2 separate regions of the Mus musculus genome follow, and region 1 is linked to region 2. The links are chromatin contacts, called in public promoter capture Hi-C maps. All regions are on one chromosome and are shown on one strand. Each heading gives the region's core, a stretch centred on a gene start, on an enhancer-like site or on the middle of the called end of the contact. The rest is flanking DNA. Distances are from core to core; before and after follow the strand shown.

Evidence for each region. Promoter capture Hi-C pulls out the DNA fragments that hold promoters and counts their contacts.
Region 1: a promoter capture Hi-C map of second pharyngeal arch cranial neural crest shows a contact between it and region 2. The contact joins the enhancer-like site here to the promoter of Cenpk in region 2. A contact is called at or near these places in 11 of 39 promoter capture datasets (the 3T3-L1 cell line, the C10 cell line, cranial neural crest and 7 more), 5 of 115 datasets of contacts at active chromatin or transcription factors (the SCID.adh cell line, bone marrow-derived macrophages, embryonic basal ganglia and 2 more) and 5 of 9 other capture datasets (adipose tissue, embryonic stem cells, liver and 2 more).

What each region holds. Positions count from the first base shown.
Region 1 is chr13:104,741,400-104,745,720 of GRCm38.p6, forward strand. The region is part of intron 10 of Cwc27 (CWC27 spliceosome-associated protein); the gene reads right to left. Among named protein-coding and RNA genes, the nearest start is that of Cwc27, 73 kb to the right of the region's middle. Within about 2 kb of position 1,627, at least 25 of the 459 cell types and tissues checked have an H3K27ac peak or open chromatin away from gene starts, as enhancers often do. A contact at or near this core is called in second pharyngeal arch cranial neural crest, where this site is marked.
Region 2 is chr13:104,226,974-104,231,337 of GRCm38.p6, forward strand. Cenpk (centromere protein K) reads left to right here and starts at 1,993. Exons shown (of 10, transcript NM_001377093.1): 1 at 1,993-2,029; 2 at 3,756-3,906. The coding sequence starts at 3,790. Ppwd1 (peptidylprolyl isomerase domain and WD repeat containing 1) reads right to left here and starts at 1,871. Exons shown (of 11, transcript NM_172807.4): 1 at 1,633-1,871. The coding sequence starts at 1,828.

The DNA of each region.
Region 1 (4,321 bases), core at 377-2,876, 510 kb after region 2:
AGAAAAAAAAAAGGAAGAGGGAGAAGAGAAGGAAGAGGAAGAGGAGGAAACAAATTAAACCTGCTTTTCTTCTTTTCTAATGCTATACAGACACACTGTAAATAATGTGGCAGTTTGTGGACACAGCAGGCTCTAGGGCACCTGTAGAGCCCATCATTTTGAACTGTCTGACTTTTATAAAAACACTAACTTACACTTAAATCTTTGCTCTAAATGAATTTTCAGATTGTTTCCAAAAAGCTGAAGGGGCTTAGCTGAGACAAGCTGTAACCTCAGTGGCCTTACAGAAGGGCTGACTCATGCCAAGGTTGCTGCAGGCTCTGGGTCTTCTTTTCCATGATAGACAACCTGGCCCTGGTCTTCCCACTCCTCTACTACCTGGCAGACAGGCAGCATCCAAACCTTGTCTGACCTGCTAGAACAGCCCTCCCCCCCCTGCCCCCCCCAGAGAATGAGGACAAGAAGGGCCAGGAAAAGCACTTTGGAAACTACTTGCACCTAATAAAACATATTTTAATTTAACTAATGTGAAATCCAAAGTGAATTCCATCAGTCTAAATGGGAAAGATGCTTTATTTATATTTATTTATATGAGCTCTTAATTTAGGCTTGATTCATGCCTCATGAATAAAACTACCAGTTTATAAAATACACTGCATATTGGTCTTCATGGGCCCTTACATATCTTTAATAGACCAGTAGGACATGTGGCAAGATTCAATATTTGTCTTAATTTTATGAATAAACAAACTTTTATAGAAAAAGTTCAATAAAATTATAATCAACGAAGTAATATAATTAGAATTCCATGTCTGCTTTTTTATTCCTCTAGTCCAAAATTTCTCCTAAGAACTGTGCTAAGCATATCATATAAACTTATGACATTGACAGCCATATCAAAATCTAAAATGATGAGGCTGGGGAGATAGCTCAGTGGGTAAGAGCACTTGGAGTAAAAGCAGAAGTCCCTGAGTTCAAATCCCTAGCACCCATTTAAGAGCAGCCATGACCATGTAGACCCACCACTGGGAGGCAGATATACACAGATCCTGGGAGTTCACTGGCCAGCAAGTCTTAGCTAAAACAGTGAACTTCAGGTTCAATGTGAGAACTTGTCTCAAAAATAACAATAGTAAAATAATAGTAACAATAATGATGTGGACAGTGATTAAGGGATACATGTGTGATGTTCTTGATCTGCATGTGTACAGGTGCACATATGTGCATACTCCAAGTATGCATACAAAACATATATCACATGATCTAGAGAGATGATACTTTACAGATATAGTGTGGATAATTAGAAACAATGGAGTACAGAAAGATAAATTGGTAAGAAATGGCTAATAAGTAACACATTAGATAGAAAAGCGTATACAATAACTAGAGTCACAAAGAATAGACCAGGTAGAATAAAACTAACACTTTTATACACATTACACTGTCAACGCTAAAACAAAAGCTATACTGAATATATATCACTAAAGACAGCATAGGAAAAAAATAGACAAAGGTGTATTTTTGGTTGATTATTCTTTAAATGGCATTTCTAAATGTTATAGCAAATACCAGAGCCACCTGGTGCTTTGCTAAAACTCATAATGCTGACTCCAGCTCCTCCTACAGCTCCTAATGCTGACTCAGCTCCTCCTACAGCTCCTAATGCTGACTCAGCTCCTCCTACAGCTTCAGAGTGAGGACTGAGACTCTCTCTCTAACGCGCACCCTGGAGAACCGGCGCAGACAGTCTGGTGACTTTGAGGACCCCTGGTTCAAAGAAATGTTACAGAAGTAATGCATAGTTTTATTAATATTCTTCTAGGTAAAAAACTGTACAAAGCACTACCAGAATTATTTAGCTACTTTACATTTGATCAAAATTCAATATATTGATAATTGGGCATACTAAAAATTTAGGAGACAACCAAGAAATGGGTTGGTCAAGCTTTTCTCTCAAAGTCATTATTAAACAAATTTAGATTCTCTGGGATTCAGAGGAATGGTCCTTCACTGCACATGTAACAGAAGGAGTTTTCAGATGGTTTTTCTAATACATAGGTTAAAGGGGATAGAAAGAATGTTTTGGGTGAGGAGGGCAGTCTTCTGCAGTTTCCATAACTTCATGAATTTTCATACTCTGTGGCTGCTTTGGGGTTGGTATTTTACTCAGCATTGAGAATGAATATGTGGCATATTTATAATAATAAATTAGTTCAAAAGGGCATGAAACTGGTAATTTGGTAATGAGTATTCAACGTAATGTAACGAACACACAAAAGCAGATCAACAAACACATTCTGGAGGCCTAGGAACACCCTTCCATTCTCCTCTTCTTTTATGGAGCCTATGCTCCATTTGCTGAGAGGAAGTCAGTTCTGCTACACCATGCAGTAAAGCCTGGGTCCAACTCTACACCTGAGGGCAAACGTACCAAGAAGTGCTAGAATATTATGGCTGAGATTGCACTCTCATGCTTCACTGGTCTGCAGAATACCTTCTTAACCATCAACTGCATATCTGTCAAAATGCTTCACTAGGCTTTCTTTGCTAGGACCATTGAGTTTGTGTATAAACTTAGACCCATGTCTTCTATGTGGTTCAAATTCTGATTGGCTTTACTCCCTCTGATGTTAGGAGCAAATTAATGATAAAATACTAATTGCCATCATTAAGATTTTATCTTCTTTCAACAGCCACACTAAAAGTATACCAATAATTTAGAAAAGCAGGCCTCTTAAAGTGTAAATTCACATTGCAAAAGTGCTTGTGAATTAAAGCTGCACAATGTATTTATAACAACTACAGTAACAATAGCAAAAGCAAATACTATGTATGCTTTCTCATCGGTAAGTTCTGTATACTTTGAAACCCCAGAGACAAGTCTGCACTGTAGTTCAAACCTCACTAGCTATGTGATACAGGGGAAGTTTGCACACTCCCCTGGGTTACTTCCTAATATGGAAGAAAGAGGAATGACCACAGGGAGGGGCTTTACACAAATCTTGACTTTAGTGTTATACAATTTGCCCCTTCTCTTCCTATCCATGCCATGTAGTGAGCAATCAAAGGCATAGGTTCTCTATGGAATACTTCATTCACGTGTGAAATTCAATCTCTTCAATACATAGGAAACAATCCCAAATATTAGTCCACAAACAAACCTAAATATACTTAGAAGGGTTAAAAATCAAACAATGTATGTTCTAAGACAACAAGAAATGAGATTTGAAACTAAGAACAATGAAATATTTGACAAATTTGTAAGTAGTGGAAAATAATATTCCTAAATAACCAACAGGTTAAAGAAGTCACAGGGAAGTCAAAATACTTTGAGTAGAGTGAAATGAAAATAAACAGATTCAAATTCTTCATAGAATACACCTAAAGCAAGGCTTTGGAGGGAAATTCCCAATTTTAAGTTGGTGCCTACATTAATAGTCTTCATAATAAAACAATCGACCCAAGGAGACTGAAAAGTACTCTGCATACCTTTGATATACTATAAGCCTTAGGTAAATAAGCTATCAATATGATTATTCTTGAACCTAATACTCTTCTCATTTTTCCCCTGTTAAGGAGCATATAACATATTTAGGAAAAACAAAATCAGCCAGTGATCTTTTTCTTGGCAATGACTATTTGGAATTGTTCTTCTGGGGGTCCTAAAAGATAATGTGATGACTTAAAGATAGAATTACTGAACATGGTCTTTGAATCACAAGACTTTCTGATGATCAGCTAAGTGTACATACACTTAGCAAAGAGATGGGCTTATCATCTGTTTTATAGATGAGGAAGCTGAGGCTCAAACTAAGAAAGCTCTCTGACAGACAGTGCCGGTCTCAAGTTCCATAACTTAAAATCTGTTATGTACACTGTGATCATTTTCACTGACTCTTTCATATGCTTTGGTTATAATGAGGTAGTCTAGTCTAAATTCTAAACATTTTAAATCTGGATCCATTTTCTTATAGGCACAATATATAACAAACAGATGTGACTGGAAGATTGTAAAATAAGTGTAGCCCTGAAAAGATGAAAATTGCCCCCAGTATTACAGTGTTTCTTACTTATTTGTCAGCTGTTCAGAGTCAGAACACTCAGAAAAAATGCATAGTTTCACAAATAAAGAATTCAGTATTACAAAGGAAAAATAGCAGCCTAAATAAAAAGTTTAATCCTAGGGCTGGAGAGATGGCTTGGTCATCAAAAACCAGGCTTATAACCAAAACGATAAAAGCTACAATCCTAAATAAAACTGTTTTCCTCTTAATCAACGCAAGCAAGTTTTCTCTCAAAGTAACCTCAAAAACAAAATAAC
Region 2 (4,364 bases), core at 743-3,242:
CCAACTCTACAAGGTGACATTGTCCTCTGCCCTCCACTCTTGTACTAAGTATAAGCGTTCCCACCTCTCTGGTCCCACCAACACATAATATACCTGACACCCACATAGTATACATGCCTGCAAAACACCCTTACACATAAAATAATAGTAATAATAATAATAAATGTTTAAAAAATAGCTTAACTCAAAGTACTATAAAACAACCATATATCATTGTGAACATATACACACAAAAGTCTAATCTTGCCTACATTTCCAAAAATTTTAAATCACTAAGCACCTGTCATCCTCCCTCAAACTCAAACTCCATTGGTTGGCTTAAAAAAAAAATCTGGCTAAGGGAAAAGATTTTTCACATGATATACCTATTCCTGTCCCAACTCTATTGTTCATAAGACACTTGTTTCCTATGTCAGCATTTCAAAGTTTGGTTTTTCTTTTTCATTTTGTTTCGTTTTCCTTCCTAAATTATCCTTCCATTCTTTCCACCTAAGCAGTTCTTGTAGTAATATTTAGGTGAAATAATAACAGCACAAATGTTATAAAATATTCATTTAAACTTGTATGCAAAACACTGTATTGAAGTGTTGGAGCCGAAAGTACAAGATCCTTGTTCTTACATGATTAGGCTAGTAGTGTTCAGGAAGTCACATGAGTAAACACACAACTACAAAAAGTAGTAAGTGCCTCGAAGGCAAAAGCAGGATTGGGCAGAAAAAGTAAGGAGCTAACTAAAGGGTGTCACTATCCAATGTTCAAAAAGCACTGACCTAAAACCTAGACCTGTTAAAAAGCTAGCATGGTTAAAGGAGAGAAATGACTCCAGATAGAGACACTTCACAGTATCTGGACAGGAACGTAGAGGAGCCCTTGCTCAAGGACAAGGTAGGGTTTTGAGAATGGACAGAATTGGGAGTCCTGCTTGGGGAAATAAAGAGAGACAAACTGCCTCATAATCCATGTTAAGGTGTTTGGGCTTTGTTCTGAAAATAAAAGATTTTTAAATAGTTCCACAGTCAGAATTGAGATTAACGCGTGAGCGAACGAACACACACACACACACAACCCTAAGACATTTATGAAAAAGTTCCTAGAACAGTCTTTAAAACAGTAAATATTATCTCTTTACCAAACTTTAATATTATAAAATCTTGTTATTATTCACGTTAGTGGCAAAACTTTACTATATTGTCTCGAGTATGGCTTCATATCCAGCTAGCTTAAGCAACTTCCCCTGAGTTTGAAAATTCATTACTAGACGAGTCAGGGTTGAAAGCTTAAGTGTTTATGATTCTGAGAGCTCCTTCCCACACCTGCTCAATCAATATTAGGAATTCCAACTTCACACAGCAGCTATGAGGTCAAAAAAAGCATCCAAACACAGAAATACAGACAAGCACTAGTTTGTATCATCTCTGACAGTCAGGAATCAACGGTGTTCCTTTTTTTTTTTTTTTTTTTAACACGCCATACTAACACCAATTCACTCTTTAGGGAGGAAATGCAGTGAAGATCGTCCGTTCTAAGTGCACAAACCCACAATCTCACTCCCGCCCGTGGGCGTGCTTGAGATCAACCCTCCCACTCGGCCGGAGTAGCCGTCCAGCTTGCTCGCGGGCTCTCCGCTGCTACCTTTCCTCTTCTTGGCAAGGGTTGCCTCCACCGGTAAAGGCCCGACCCAGCGCTCTTCATTCTCATCATCATTTTCTTCGCTCCCCGCCACTGCCAGGGCCGGTTCTCGCTCGCTCAGTTCCGTTTTTTCTGATCCCTCTGGGTCTCGGCGCCTTCTCCTCCTCAGCTGCGAATCGCTCCCACTCTCGGTCGCCATGTCGTCCGAGGCGTTAGAAGAGACGCGACGACCGAGTGAACTAGGTTTCCCCGAGCCGCGGCGCAGCTTTTGTCCGTCAGCTGCCGGAAGCGCTTTTTGATTGGCTGCGGTGGGCGCAGCTGGTCCAATCAGCGAGCAGCGCGCGTAAACAGCGCGGCTTGGCTGTGTTGACGAGAGCGCTGAGGAGGCCGGAGGACTGAAGTGAGTTGAAACCGGCTCTGACTGGCAAAGGCCCCAGTTTTCTGTCAAGGAGGATGGCAGCTCGCGGGTTTGGGGGACCCAGGTACCCCCTAGATCGGACGCTTACGCCTTACGAACTGGAGGTCTCGCGCTTCTCGGCCTCTCGGGCCAATGCTGTTCTAGAACCTACCTGTTTTTTCCCGAAAAAGCCGAGGGGCGGGGTTGGAAGGAACTTTTTGTTAAAAAGAATGAAGTAGATTTCTATCAGCTAAACTATATATTGAAATTACTGTAATTTATAAGGTGGCCTCCCATTTAGAATATTCTTTTTGACTTGGAATGTGTATGTATGTGACGCGAGAAATTCACGAAGGGCCTGCGTGTTACGTTCCCGCGTCTCCACCTGCCTGCTCTATGTTTGACGATTAGCATATAGTCTATGAGCCTTTGCTATTTCTGGATCTTTATATTTCTGTATAGGTCTAGAATTTCCTCATCAAGTGCGACAGAGTTTTTGTCGCCTTTAAGATGTTAATTAAGATAAAAGAGGACAATTTGGGGGGAGTTGACATCTTCGCGTTATTGACACCTTTAACCTAGGAGCATGCTACCGTGTTCTGTCTATTCCAACAACAAAGCTGCATCCTGTACCACTTCTCCGTTGGTAATTTACAGGTTAAGCAATTTAAGACTTAAAAATTCCTTATGAGTAAAAAAATACATTGGGGCGGTGTTTATTCTGATTTACATCTGATGTTGTAAACTACAGGTCCTCTCTACATCCTTAAAATTACCTAACTGTACCTCATGATACACTATCATCTTTACAACAGCCATCTAGTAACCTTGCCCTGGATGACTATATTCATTAATATGCTATCTTTTGTTGTTTTAATTGGGCCACTAGTTAGTAATTTAAAGTGGGCTACTATCCAAAGTTGCTTTATATTCTTTGAGTTTTCTTAAAGACAAAAACAAAAAACAAAAAAAACCAACATTCTGTAACCTTTCCCCCTCTCCTCTTAAAATTTTGTTTGTAAACCTTATAGCCTTTATGTGATAAGCTATTTCTCTGAACCCTGACCCCTTCTGAGATAGGATTTTTCTTTTATGTCCTGACTGTCCTTGAAAGGACAGAGATTCGAATGCCTCTGCTTCTGCTTCCCAAGTGCTGGGATTAAAGGCAGGGGTCACACCACCTGGCTGTATCTGCTCTTAAAATTCAAATTCCTTGATACTTCCTCACAGTGGATCACCTTAGGTTCCATTTCACTTAGTTGGAAGAAGTAATTCAAACACACCTTCCACAAGCTCTTACCAATACATCTCCTCACCTACCTGAATTTTGCACTCTTGTTTTTCTACTGACTCTCCTGTTACAATGGAACTTTTTAAAATTTAAATCCATTCTTCATTAGGTGGACACTTAGTTGATTACATATCTGGGCTATTGTGAATGGTGCTATAGTAAACAAGATTGTAAACATCTTTTTAACATGCTAGTTTCCTTTGGATATATATCTAATAGTGGAATTACTGGATCCTGTGGTAGTTCTGTTTCTAATTTTTGCTAACATCCATACTCTTTTTTTTTTTTTAATAATGGCTATATGAAAATATTCCCTCCAACAGGTGCGTGTTCATGTTTCTCTTTTGATAAAAAGGACTTTTTGTTTTTTTAGTCACTCCTACATTCAGCAGATAGTTGTTTAATGCATGTGTCTTTTTTTTTTTTTTTTAACGTTAGTAGTTGCAGTAAGGTGAAGAAAACTATAAAGGATATGTCAGAGAATAAACAAGAAGTACATCCAGATACTATTACAGATGTGGAAGCTGTTATAGATACAGAGGAAGAACTTATTAAAGAATGTGAAGAAATGTGGAAAGACATGGAAGATGTAAGTTTCAACAGATAAAAGTGATATATTAATATAATTTTACATAATTGACTTAGGAAAGAAACCGTGTTAGTTTCCGCATAACTATTTTTTTTATAAATTATTTGTATAGATTTTATACCTAAAAGCATTCTTTTAAAAATTTTTATACTTGATAAGCTATAGAAAGAGAAAAAAAATAATGGTAGTTTTGGTTCTCAGGGAGATTTTTTTTGCTTATAGAGGTCATTCATAATATTGTATATAATGCACCATTAAGGGTATTATGGTAGAATGCAAAAAACTATACTTAGGAGAAATGTGTAAGGCATTATGAAGGAGTCAAGGTTACCTTTCTACAAGAAGTAAATGGATAATTAAGAGCCTGTGAAATTAGGACAAGACAAAAATGGAAAAGTCCGAATGTATAGTTTAAAGAGGTTAGAGAAATCTTGGTAAGATTTTATGGAAAAATATAT